2 separate regions of the Nomascus leucogenys genome follow, and region 1 is linked to region 2. A link is a contact called in public Hi-C data. All regions are on one chromosome and are shown on one strand. The core of a region is the stretch at or near the end of the contact, and the rest is flanking DNA. Distances in the headings are between cores, read along the strand shown.

Region 1 (6,347 bases), core at 1,282-3,781, 77 kb after region 2:
CACCTGTAATCCCAGCACTTTGGAAGGCTGAAGCAGGTGGATCACGTGAATTCAGGAGTTCAAGACCAGCCTGGCCAACGTGGCAAAACCCTGACTACCAAAAATACAAAAAATTAGCTAGGTGTGGTGGCACCCGCCTGTAATCCCAGCTACCCAGGAGGCTGAGGCACGAGAATTGCATGAGCCCAGGAGGTGGAGGTTGCAGTGAGCTGAGATTGTGCCACTGCACTCCAGCCTGGGTGACACAGGGAGACTCCTTCTAAAAAACAAAGAGTAAAGAGACAACCCACAAATTTTGCTAATTATATATCTGATAAAGGACTATATTAAGAATGCTTACAATTCAACAACAAACAGACAAATCAAATAAAAATAGGCAAAGGGTTTGAAAAGACATTTCTCTAAAAAAGATATACACGTGGCCAATAAGCACATGGAAAGATACTCAATATCAATGGCCATTAGGGAAATACAAATGAATGTCACACCCACTAAGACAGACATAAGTTAAAAAACGGAAAATAACAAGGGCTGGCAAGGATGTGGAAAAATTGAAACCCTTATGCACTGCTGGTGGAATGTAAAATGGTGCCAACTGCCTTAGAAAACACTCTGGCACCAGCCTGGCCAACATGGCGAAACCCTGTCTCTACTAAAAATATAAAAGGTAGCCAGGCGTGGTGGCTACAATCCCAACTACTTGGGAGGCTGAGTGAGAGAACTGCCTGAGCCTGGAAGGCAGAGGTTGCAGTGAGCTGAGATTGTGCCCTTGCACTCCAGCCTGGGTGACAGAGTGAGACCTTGTCTAAAAAAACAAAACAAAACAAAACCAAAAAAACAAAAACAAAAAAAAAACAGAAAAAAAAATCTCAAGAAGTTAAACACTGAGTTACCGTATGATCCAGCAATTCCACTCCTAGGTGCTGACATACACTCCAATATGGATGAAACTTATGACCACTAGGGGAGGTGAAAGGCAGTCACAAAAGACTATATACATTGACTAATTCTCTGTATATGAAACTTCCAGAGAAGGCAAAGCTACAGCAATAGAAAGTAGATTAATGGTTGCCTGAGGAGGGAGGTACGGTATGATGGTGGGAATGGTTGGGGTAAATGGGGAATGATTGCTAATGGGTATGGGGTTTCTTTTGAGTTGATGAAAAGGTTCTAAAATTGTGGCTATACGACTGTGAAAATACCATTGAATTGTACTATCTATCTATCTGAGATGGAGTCTCACCCTGTCGCCCAGGCTGGAGTGCAGTGGCACGATCTCGGCTCACTGTAACCTCTGCCTCCCAGGTTCAAGTGATTCTCCTGCCTCAGCCTCCCGAATAGCTGGGACTACAGACACACACCACTGTGCCCAGCTAATTTTTGTATTTTTTTTTTTTTTTTTTTTTTTTTTTTTAGGGAGGAGGTTTCACTCGCCATGTTGGCCAGGCTGTTCTCGAACTCCTGAACTTGTGATCTGCCCACCTCAGCCTCCCAAAGTGCTGGGATTACAGGCATGAGCCACTGCGCCCAGCCAGAATTGTACATTTAAAATGAGCAGATTGTAAGGTATGTGAATTATATCTCAAGAAAGCCAAAGTTTTAAAGAAAAGAAAGTCTGATGTGGTGGTTCATGTCTGTAATCCCAGCACTTTGGGAGGCCAAGGAGGGAAGATCGCTTGAGCCCAGAAGTTTAAGACCAGCCTGGGCAACATAATGAGACCCTGACTTTACAAAAAAAATACAAAAAATTAGCTGGATGTGGTGGTGTGTGCCTGTAGTCCCAGCTACTCAGGAGGTTGAGGTGGGAGGATCACTTGAGCCCAGGAGGTTCAAGTGAGCCCAGAGGTTGCAGTGAGCTGAAATTGCACCACAACACTCCAGCCTGGGCAACACAGCAAGACCCTGTCCCCAAAAAAAGAAAGGAAAAGAAAAAGGACATGTGTACATGCATGAAAACTTCCCTGAAAAATCCACAGGAACTGTACAGCACCTGAAATAAGCAGTTGTAGAGCTGGAGGAAACTTTTTATTTTTAATCTTTTAATTTTTTTGAGATGGACTCTTGTTCTGTTGCCCAGGCTGGAGTGAGGTGGCACGATCTTGGCACTCACTGCAACTTCTGCCTCCCAGGTTCAAGCGATTCTCCTGCCTCAGCCTCCCGCGTAGCTGGGATTACAGGACCCCACCGCCAAACCCGGCTAATTTTTGTATTTTTAGTAGAGGCAGGGTTTCACCATGTTGGCCAAGGTGGTCTTGAACTCCTGACCTCAAGTGATCTGCCCACCTTGGCCTCCCAAAGTGCTAGGATTACAGGCATGAGCCACTGAGCCTAGCTAGCTTTTTAAAACTTTGTACGTTTCTATACTGCTTTAACTTTTTTACAAAGCTGGATTGCTTTAGACACAAAATAGTAAGTAAATTAGTTTAAAAAATTTTTTACATCAAACCAATAATTCCAATTTTTTTGACAGTGCTGTCCACAGGTGCACAGTCTTCTAGAGCCAAGGCTTTGGTACTCTGGCTACTGAAGCAGGAAATATATTTATATCCTAACCCAGTACACGCTTATAAAACAGAAAGTAAAATTTCAAGAAATTGTGCTTAGCCTTACTTTGTATAATGCACTCTTGCTATTTTTTTTTTAAATGTTATTTTTAGAGACAGGTTGCCCCAGCTGGAGTGCAGTGGTGTGATCACAGCTCACTGTAGCCTCCAACAGCTGGGTTCAGGCGATCCTCCCGCCTCAGCCTCCAGAGCAGTCCATGCCACCATGCCCAGCTAAAGTTTTTTATTTTTGTACAGATAGAGTCTCACTATGTTATCCAGGCTGGTCTTGAACTTCCAGCCTCAAGTGATCCTCCCACCGTGGCCTCCCAAAGCACTGGGATTACCGACGTGAGCTACTGTGCTTGGCCCACTCTTGCTATTTTCTATTCTACTTAAGTCTTTTGTTTTTCTTTCTGTTTAATCTTTTTCTTTAACACACCACCCACACATTGATTTCTATACTCACAGTTTGAAAATTGACGTGAACTGCTAAGTTTGTTTCTTATCCTCTGGGCAAGATACAGTTACAGGCCTGGATCCAATGCCAGAGCCACCTGATCCTGCTTGTCACCAGAATCTTCCCTGAGCCCTGGACTGGCTTCTCCACACTGTCAGCCGCTCCCAGCCCCAGCGCCTACTCTGCCCTGGTCAGCCCTTGGCCAGAATCCCTGCTGACCAACACGGTGTGGTGCCAGGAGCTGCCAGCAGGCCCAGCCTAGTCAGAGGCCACTGGGGGCCAGGACAGTGCCAGGAGAAGGGCCAGAACCATAGCCCCAACCTGCAGACCTCTAGACAGGGTAGTTCGGTGGTTAAAAGCTCAGATCCAGGGCCAGGCATGAACGGCTCATGCCTGTAATCCCAGCACTTTGGGAGGCCAAGGTGGGCGGATTGCTTGAGCTCAGGAGTTCGAGGCCAGCCTGGGAAACGTGGTGAAATCCTGTCTCTGCAAAAAAATACAAAAATTAGCCAGGCATGGCGGCGTGTGCCTGTAGTCCCAGCTACTCAGGAGGCTGAGGTGGGAGGATCACTTGAACCTGGGGAGGCAGAGGCTGCAGTGAACTGAGATTGTGCCATTGCCTGGGCAATAGAGCAAGACCTCACCTCAAATAAGCAAAAAACAAAACAAAAAAAAGCACACTCAGATTCAGGATCTGGGCTGCTAGCGAGTAAATCTGGCTCCTTACCCAACTAATTCACCTAGCCGACTCCCTCATCTTACAGTATGGGGAGCTCGGCTCTCGGCCATGTCCCACCACAGACCTGATGTTCTCCTTGGCCCTGGAAAACGAAGACAAGCAACTGTGACCCTGCCTGGCACAGCGCCTTGTACACAGCAGGCACTTGATATGCATTCCAGAGCTAAGTGAGTGGTATCTGTTCTATGGCTTTTGAGTTGTCATAAATTTGCTCTTAAGGCAGCTGTGGCAAACTATCCCCCAATAGCTGTTCACTCTTTCTTCCTTAATAAGAGAACCACCGGGTTTTGGCTAAGCATGTCACGTGGCCACTCAGGATACATTTCCCAGACTCCTTTGCAGATAGATGTAACCATGTGAACAAGTTTTAGCCAATGGGATATAAGAAGGACTGTGTGCAACCACAGGGAAGGGTTCTTAAAGGGAGCGTGCCCCTTGGCTCTCATTCCAACCTGCTGGCTGAAATGCATATGTGATTGCCGGAGCTCAAGCAGCTACCTTAGACCATGAGGTGGATGGCCCTGTGCTGAGGCTGGAAGAGCTATGAGACAAAGAGAACCTGGGTCTCTTATACCATGGGATAGCATAACAATCCTGGATTCACAATCTTCATACTCTGATACCTAAACTTGTATAATCTACTGTAATTTTCTTTTTTCCTTTCCACTTGCTAATTTTATTTGGTAACAGTAGCTCCTTCCATCCCATATCATAAAAAGTCACATCCTCTATTTTGTAAAGTTTTATTTTTTGAGAAAGGGTCTTGTTCTGCTTCCCAGGCTGGAGTAAAATTGTGCGATCAGAGCTCATTGCAGCCTGGATCTCTGGGCTCAAGTGATTCTCCTACCTCAGCCTCCTGAGTAGCTGGGACTACAGGTGTGTGTCACTATGCCCATCTAATTTTTTATCTTTGTAGAGACACAGTTTCACCATGTTGCTCAGGCTAGTCTCGAACTCCTGGCCTCAAGCAATCCTCCTACTTTGGCCTCCTAAAGTGTTGGGATGACAGGCATGAGCCACTGCACCTGGCCTAAAGGTCACATCCTTTATGACAAATGGGTGCCTGGGCACGGTCAACCTGGGAAAACTGTGGCCTCAATCCAGAGTCCTAACTTGGCAGATACTCTTACATTTGCACATGAAGACTGGGTACCTGGAGGATGTTGGATTTCCCCAAACAAGCAAGGAACCTTCCTTAGTCCCTAAGTCAGTTCCAAGAGGCCTGTTCTAACACCAGGCAAGGTGCCCAGCCTCCTAGGGATCTCTATCTATCCTGGGGTTCCCTTGGCCCAAAGAAAGGATCTGCTCCTGTGATAAGAATAGGACTCCAGCTGAAAGACATCAGGATTTTCTTGAAAGCTTTCTCTACCTCACTCAGGCACCCATATCTTCTCCTCCCAGTCCCTATTTCTTTTCTTTTCTTTTTCTTTTTTTTTTTAAATTTTTTTGTTTGAACTCCTGCCCTCAAGTGATCCACCCTCCTTGGCCTTCCAAAGTGCTGGGGATTAAAGGCATGAGCCACTGCGCCCGGCCTCCAGTCCCTATTTCTATGGAAAGGTAGCTGACTGAGTCAGGAAGACCCAGGTTCAAGCCCCATCTCTGCCACTAACTGGCTATGTGACTTCACCTCTTAAGCCTCAGTGGGGATGCATAATTGTACTCACCCCGTGAACTCAACAGCTATTATTATCATCATTTTTATTATCATAAATAAAGGGGACTGAGCCTTGGGTCCCAGCCAGACTTGTGACCTGGGTGTCTGGCTCGTAGCAAAGCCAGGCTTCTTCAGGGGTCCTCAGGGAATAGACTATTTCAGGCTCTGGCCACAGAAACCACTGTCTCACTGAGTCTCGATCTGGCAGTTACAGGGGCAGGAAACTATGCCTGCAATGCTCAGGTCAAGGCCTGCGGGTCAAGCCACAGTGGCCACTGGTCCCCCTCAGGGCTCACCCTCACCCCAGGACCTGCCTTCCTACTGTAGAAAGCTGGTGGAATCTTCCCACTGCCACTCCTGGGAACCAGCATCCCAAAGCCAATACGTGGCATCCTGAGCTGGCCAGTGCACACACTAGTATACGCCCAGCACAGCACAACCCACACGCCCTTGACTACAACCACAGTGGACACAGGTGACTGATCAGCCACCTGGAATCACACACCAGCTTCTGTGTGAAGATCTGCCTCTGCCCCACCCTCAAGTCATGTGTTTAGGAGTGTGTCACAAGATCCAGGCCTAAACCAACCACTGGGGTGCCTGGCCACAGAGATTGGCTTAGAGGTGGTCATGTGATTACAGTCAAACTATTCTAGCCCATTGTAGCATACCTGGGGCTTTTTGCTTGAGTGACTGGAAGAGGTGATCAGCCTTTTCATACTGAATGTGAACTTGAGACTGGGGCTGAGGCCAACACAGAACAAAGCTGATGTGTGGTGGAGGGCAGAACCAGAGAAAGAGAAAAATGAATAGTGATGATGTCATTTGAGACCTGGAATCCAGATGTTCCCGAAACCAAACTACCAAGCCCCGCGTAGATTTCTGAATCAGATGATACAATAAACCCCGCCTTTTGGGGGACAGTAGGGGAAAGGGCTATTTAGCTAGTTA
Region 2 (6,420 bases), core at 1,304-3,803:
AACATAGTGAGACCCCCGGTCTGTCTTTAAAAAAAAAAAAAAAAAATTTTAGCCCGGCATGGCCTGCAGTCCCAACTACTTGGGAAGCTGAGGCAGCAGGATTGGTTGAACTCAGGAGTTTGAGGCTGCAGTGAGCTATGATCACACCACTGCACTCCATCCTGGGTCACAGTGTGAGACTCTATCTCTACTGGGGAGAAAAAAAAAGCCAGGCACGGTGGCTCACACCTGTAATCCCAGCACTTTGGGAGGCCGAGGCCAGTGGATCACCTGAGGTCAGGAGTTCCAGAAAAGCCTGGCCAATAAGGTGAAACCCCGTCTCTACTTAAAATACAAAAATTAGCCAGGCTTGATGATGCAAGCCTGTAATCCCAGCTACTCGGGAGGCTGAGGCAGAAGAATCGCTTGAACCCAGAAGGCGGAGGTTGCAGTGAGCTGAGATCTTGCCACTGCACTCCAGCCTGGGTGACAGAACAAGACTCCATCTCAAAAAAAAAAAAAAAAAGTAAATAATATTATTTCCCTGTCTAAATCCTGTCAACTGTCACTGTCACATAAAATAAAACCCAAACTCCTTTCCATGAGCCGCCTAAGGCCCTACATGATCTTATCTCTGTCTTCCCCTCACCATCCAGGCTGGTAGCCACTTGCTGGGCCTCCAACAAGCCAAGCCCCAGTCCACCCCAGGTCCTTTGCACATCATCTATTCCCCCACAGGGATTACCAAGGTTGCTCCTTTTTATTAAATATCATCACTGCCTGCAGGAGAGGATAGGTTCCCTGACCACCCTATTTTAAAAGCCTCCCCCAACCTCCTCCCAGGCCCTACCACATCTCTATTTTCTTTCCTTGGTGGGTCTCATCTTAATCTGGAACTACCTGGTCTATTTGCTCAGGTGTTGTTTGTCTTCTGCAGTAGAATGTAAGCTCCATGAAGGCTTCTCAGTGCTTCAGTTTCCTCAACTATGAAATGCAGATAATCATATTTTACTTCATCAAAGCTGTTATGGGGAGCATTACTTTAAAAAAAAATCCACTGCTGGTTCTCTCAATACCTAGAATAGTGCCTGGCACGAAGTTGACACTCAATATAGTACAAAGAATATTTTACATTTAATCTTCTCATTAGCCCTATCAATAGAGATTTATCATCTTCAATTTGGAAATGAGGAGAGTGAGGTTCAGAGATAAGTAACTCATCCAAGGTGGAATGAGGACAGAAACTTGGGTCTCGCTGATGTCAAAGATCCTTATTCTTATTCTTAACCACTATACCGCAGCACTTTCTCATAAACGGCAGTATGGTTAAGTGGGTAAGAGCTTGGACTGGGGAGCAAAACTGTGCAGGTTCAAATCCCACCGCAGCTGCTTCGCATCTGTGACCCACCTGAGTTGTCTAGGTTTGGTATTCCCCCCTATTTTCATCCCTAAAGTAGAGAAACTAAGTACCGACCTCCAGACCGCTGCGGGGAGGGGGAGGAGTAAGGACAGGACGCTAATAAACGTAACCTCTGGGTAGGTTTGTTATTACTTAACAACATGTTTTCTGCCAACGTAAGCGAGTAATGACGCTAAGCCACAAGTCAAGCGCTGCAAGCAGGAGCGTCACCCGGTTTCTACTAAGCCGTCACCACAATCCTACGAGGTAGGAATTTCTATTATCCCCATTTCACAGATGAGGAAACTGTGGAGATCGCTAAGATCTCTTCTTTCCGCCTCAAGCCCAAGGAATTCTAAAGCTAACCCAGAGGAACAACCTTGTTTGTTTACTGACACCTCCTCGGACCGAATGGTCAGGGCCGTATCCGGAGCACAGAGTTGGCTCAGTAAACACTGAATGGTTGCCTGAATAAATGAATGAGGAATCCCGGGCCTCGCCGGGCAGAGGCTAATCCGGTTCAGCTGCGAAGAGGGGGGATCCGGCAGGCGCAGGTGCCCTCCCTGCCCATCCGAGCGGGCCGCCGATCCCGAGCCTCGCTGTCCAATGGGTTTCTGCTCCCTCGCGGGTGGTCAGACCCCCTTCTCACGCCCACCACGCAGTCCCTGCCGCGAGCCGCCACCACACCCGACGCCGCGGACAGGTGTTTCTTCCGTAGGAGGCCTCCCAGGCCCAGGTGGGGCAGGTCGGCTGGACCCTGAGTCACCGCCGCCAGCGTCGGCCGCGGCCTCCCCAACTCCCAGGCGTCGGGTCGGGGAAGTCGGAGTCCGGGGTCGGCCTGGAGCCGGCTGCCCCTCCTCCCCGCCCGAATCCCGAGAGGCCTCCAGCCCCTCGGCACAGCGCGGCGCGGGCCTCCTTGGCCTACTCGGGAATCTAGCCCAGGACCACGTCGTGAGTGCGGTCCGGCTCAAGCCCCAGCTCGGGCATTGCGAAGACAGGACTCACCTCTCCGCGGGGGCCGAGCGCGGACGGCGGCAACGGCCCAGTTACCCGCGGGCTGCAGAGGCGGCGGCGGCCCGGCTCTCCTCTCAGGCGGCGGCCATGTTGCTGGTGGAGAAACTCCGGCGGACACGTGGGGGGAGCCAGCCGGCCCCAGCGCTTCCTCTTACCCACAATGCCCCGCCCCGGCGCACGCGGCTCCGCCCCCTCCGCCGCGCCATTCATGCAGGCCGTGAGCCCTGCCCTGCAGCAGGGGGCGCTGATGGCACGCGCAAAACTGAGCCGGGAGTGTATGCAGCGGGGACAAAATGACAGCAACTCTGGCAGCGGTGGGATTCGAACCCACGCCCCCGAAGAGACTGGAGCCTTAATCCAGCGCCTTAGACCGCTCGGCCACGCTACCTGGCTGTTGCTTGTTTATGCCAGAAAACTACTTAATGCTTATGCATTTGCATTTACTCTGGAAATTGCGAGGCGTTTTCGCTGAGGTTTTTTTTTTTTTTGGCTTAATGTGTGTTCAAGCTGATCCCTATAGAATTATTTTAAAAAGTCGTGTTTTGGAAAATAAACACTTGCTCCAGTCTTTAGACCCAGGTTTTTTCCGAATAGGTATTAGAGCAAAAAGCATTTTTAGAAACTGTACTCTGATTTGGATGGTTAACCCGGAGACCCCTGGTTAACCCACAAGTAATCCATACGACCCGGATTGGGTGTCTCCGGGAGAAGAAATTGATCTGATCAGAAACACGCACCAGGGGATCTGACGGCCAAACCCGGGAGCTGGTCTGGGCAGTTGTCTCTGAAAAATTATGTTTAATTTTTTACTTACACAAATATGCGAATTATTGCAAAATATTTAAACTTTGCAGATAAGGTACAAATGCTCTTTGACCCTTGACTCGCATCCTAGGCCCCTCCGCAGAGGTAACTAACCATTATTATCAGTTTAATGTGTGCTATGGTTTGAATGTGTCCCCCAAATTTCATGTGTTGGAAATGTCATCCCCAATGTGGCAGTATTGTGTGGTGGGCCCTTTAAGAGGTGATTAGATCATGAGGGTGGAGCCCTCATGAATGGATTAATCTATTCATGGATTCATAGATTAATGGGTTAATGGATTAATGCGTTATCTTGGGAGGGGGACGGATGGCTTTATAAGAAGAGGGAGAGAGACCTTAACTAGCAAGGGAACAGCTCAGCACCCCCTCCATATGATGGCTTGTACTGCCTGGGGACTCTGCAGGGGTCCCCCACCAGCAAGAAGGCCCTCACCAGATGCACACTCTTGACCTTGGACTTCTCAGCCTCCATAACTCTAATAAATAACTTCCTTTTCTTTACAAATTACCCAGTTTCAGGTATTCTGTTATAAGCAACAGAAAATGGACTAAAACACTATATATCTTTCTAGATCTTTTGCTGTGAATTTATATGTTTATATCTATATGGATATATATAGATATATCCATAGAAGATAGCTTTGTTTTTATTGTGTATGGATTTTAACATGAATATTGTCACATTATTGATATAGATCTGCAATTGGCTGTTATTTTTCACCAGACTGTATTTTAAAATACCTATCCATGTGGATATGCAAAGATATTAAAAACAAAAATGCACAAAAATTACAAAGAAAAAAATCATCATCCATAGTGCCACCACCTGGCATTAAATTAATGACTTAGTATTGTGGCATTTTTTTCCTTTTCTTTTCTTTTCTTTTTTTTTTTTTTTGATATGGAGTCTCGCTCTTGTTGTCCAGGCTGGAGGGCAGTGGTGCGATCCCCGCTCACTGCAACCTCCACCTCCTGGGTTCAAGCGTCTCTACTAAAAATACAAAAATTAGCCTAGCGTGGTGGCGCATGCCTGTAATCCCAGCTACTCGGGAGGCTAAAGCAGGAGAATCGCTTGAACCCGGGAGGCGGAGGTTGCAGCAAGCCGAGATCCCACCACTGCACTCTAGCCTGGGCGACAGTGCGAAACTCCGTCTCTAAATAAATAAATAAATAAATAAATAAAATAAATAAATCGATCACACTATTACAAATAGAAATTATTAGACCATTACAAATAAAAATAAGGCCCCCTCCCAAACATTCTCCCCTGTCTATAACTGTCATGAATTTGATGTGTATCTTTCCGATAATTTCTTACATTTTTACATATAAAATTTATGAATAACATATAAAATGGTTATCTGTATGTTTTTCATTTATATAAATGTTAGCACATTGTACTGATATCCTAAAACTTGCTTTTCTCATTTCAACAGTATTATTATTATTAAGAGAGTGTTGCTCTGTCACCCAGACTAGAGTACAGTGGTGCAATCATAGCTTACTGTAGCCTAGACCTCCTGGGCTCAAGCCATCCTCCCACCTCAGCTTCCCAAGTAGCCAAGATTACAGGCATGAGCCACTGTGCCAGGCCCAACATTGTGTTTTTGAGGTCTGTTATGATGCCTATAGACCTCATTCATTCATTCCATGCCATGAACAACTTTTAAGTCATTACACACAATATGGCAGGAAGTATCCTTGCACATGGCTCCTTGTCTTATATGTGGACATTTCTCTAGGGTATACACTAGAAATGAAATTGCTAGACTATATACTTTCCCTAGTATTATATAATAATAATATTAATAATAGGCTGGTCTCGGTGGCTCACTCCTATAATCCTAGCACTTTGGGAGACTGAGGTGGCAGGATCGCTTGATGCCAGGAGGTCAAGACCAGCCTAAGCAACATTGAGAAACCTTGTCTCTACCAAAAAACAAAAGAAAAGAAATTAGCCGGGCATGGTGGCATGTGCCTGTAGTCTCAGCTACTTGGGAGGCCGAGGTGAGAAGATCCTTTGAGCCAGGGAGGTCAAGTCTGCAGTGAGCCAAGATTCAGGCACTGCACTCCAGCCTGGGTGAGAGAGTGAGATCCTCTCTATATAGATATAGATATGCATATATTTTTCCATTTTGCCAAATTATATGACTTTTTTTTTTTCTATTTCTTCTCATGTTTTCTATTTCTTCCTGAGTCAACTTTGGCAAGTTGTCGTTTTCTGGGAAAACAAAGCCCCATTAATTGATTTTTCACATTTATTGGTGTGAGAAATCTCAAATCTCCCTCATATCTGAGGTTTTGTCCTCTATCATTCTCTATCGTTTCTCTTTCCCTCTGTCATTTACATGGATTACTTTCTCCATTAGTTCTGTTCAACACAGGGAGTGGAGTCAATGCTTAAGGTGACTGAATGGGGGAATTAGGCAGGAACTCTGCTAACGCTGGTGATGCTTTAGACACATCAAAAACTATATAAATCACACCTTTATAAGTAGAATTCTCGTTTTGCATTGACTAGTATTAGACTTTTCAGGGCCATGATTCAAGTTTCTGGCTAATATCCAGTTGGTACACACCCCTAACATTTGGTCATTTTATATCTGTCGTCTTCAATTCCTCCTTAGCCTGGCTTTTCCCCCCCTCCATTCACCACCTTTTCTTTTTTTAGAGACAGAGTCTTGCTCTGTTGCGCAGGCTGGAGCACAGTGGTATGATCACAGCTCACTGCAGCCTTGACATCCTGGGCTCAAGTGATCCTCCCATCTCAGCCTCCCAAGTAGCTGGGACTAGAGGCATGCGCCACCACACTGGGCTAACTTTTGTATTTTTTGTAGAGACGGGGTCTTGCTTTGCTGCTTAGGCTGGTCTCAAGCTATCCTCCACCTCAGCCTCCCAAAGTGCTAGAATTACAGGAGTGAGCCACCACACCGGGCCATCCATCTACCTTTAACATATGTAATGATATGCAAAGATTTTCTTGTGCTAGAAAAGTTTGTTGCTCTTCAAGACATTAAAAAAAAAAATACAGAAGCAGCCATGGATTGAAGACACAGGCTAGGCATTGTGGGGAGTTCAAAGCTGAATGAGGAATAAGCCCTTTAAGTCAATAGGAGTGTTTGTCATGGTATTTTAGTACCAGGAAGGACTTTTTGTGAGTTGAGTACTGGATTTTCCAAAAGGAAATATCCTCACAGTCAAGG

Evidence for each region. Hi-C and Micro-C count contacts between places; a contact is called where the count stands out from the background.
Region 1: a Hi-C map of a lymphoblastoid cell line shows a contact between it and region 2, with 3 times the contacts expected there. The contact joins the enhancer-like site here to the promoter of POLR3E in region 2. A contact is called at or near these places in 2 of 4 Hi-C or Micro-C datasets (a lymphoblastoid cell line and an unstated tissue).

Annotation. Positions count from the first base shown.
Region 1 is chr2:83,089,025-83,095,371 of Asia_NLE_v1, forward strand. The region is part of intron 1 of EEF2K (eukaryotic elongation factor 2 kinase); the gene reads right to left. Among named protein-coding and RNA genes, the nearest start is that of EEF2K, 15 kb to the right of the region's middle. Within about 2 kb of position 2,532, the one cell type or tissue checked has an H3K27ac peak away from gene starts, as active enhancers do. A contact at or near this core is called in a lymphoblastoid cell line, where this site is marked.
Region 2 is chr2:83,012,087-83,018,506 of Asia_NLE_v1, forward strand. POLR3E (DNA-directed RNA polymerase III subunit RPC5) reads right to left here and starts at 2,554. Exons shown (of 22, transcript XR_004026992.1): 1 at 2,384-2,554. TRNAL-AAG (a tRNA gene) reads right to left here and starts at 2,780; the gene lies at 2,699-2,780.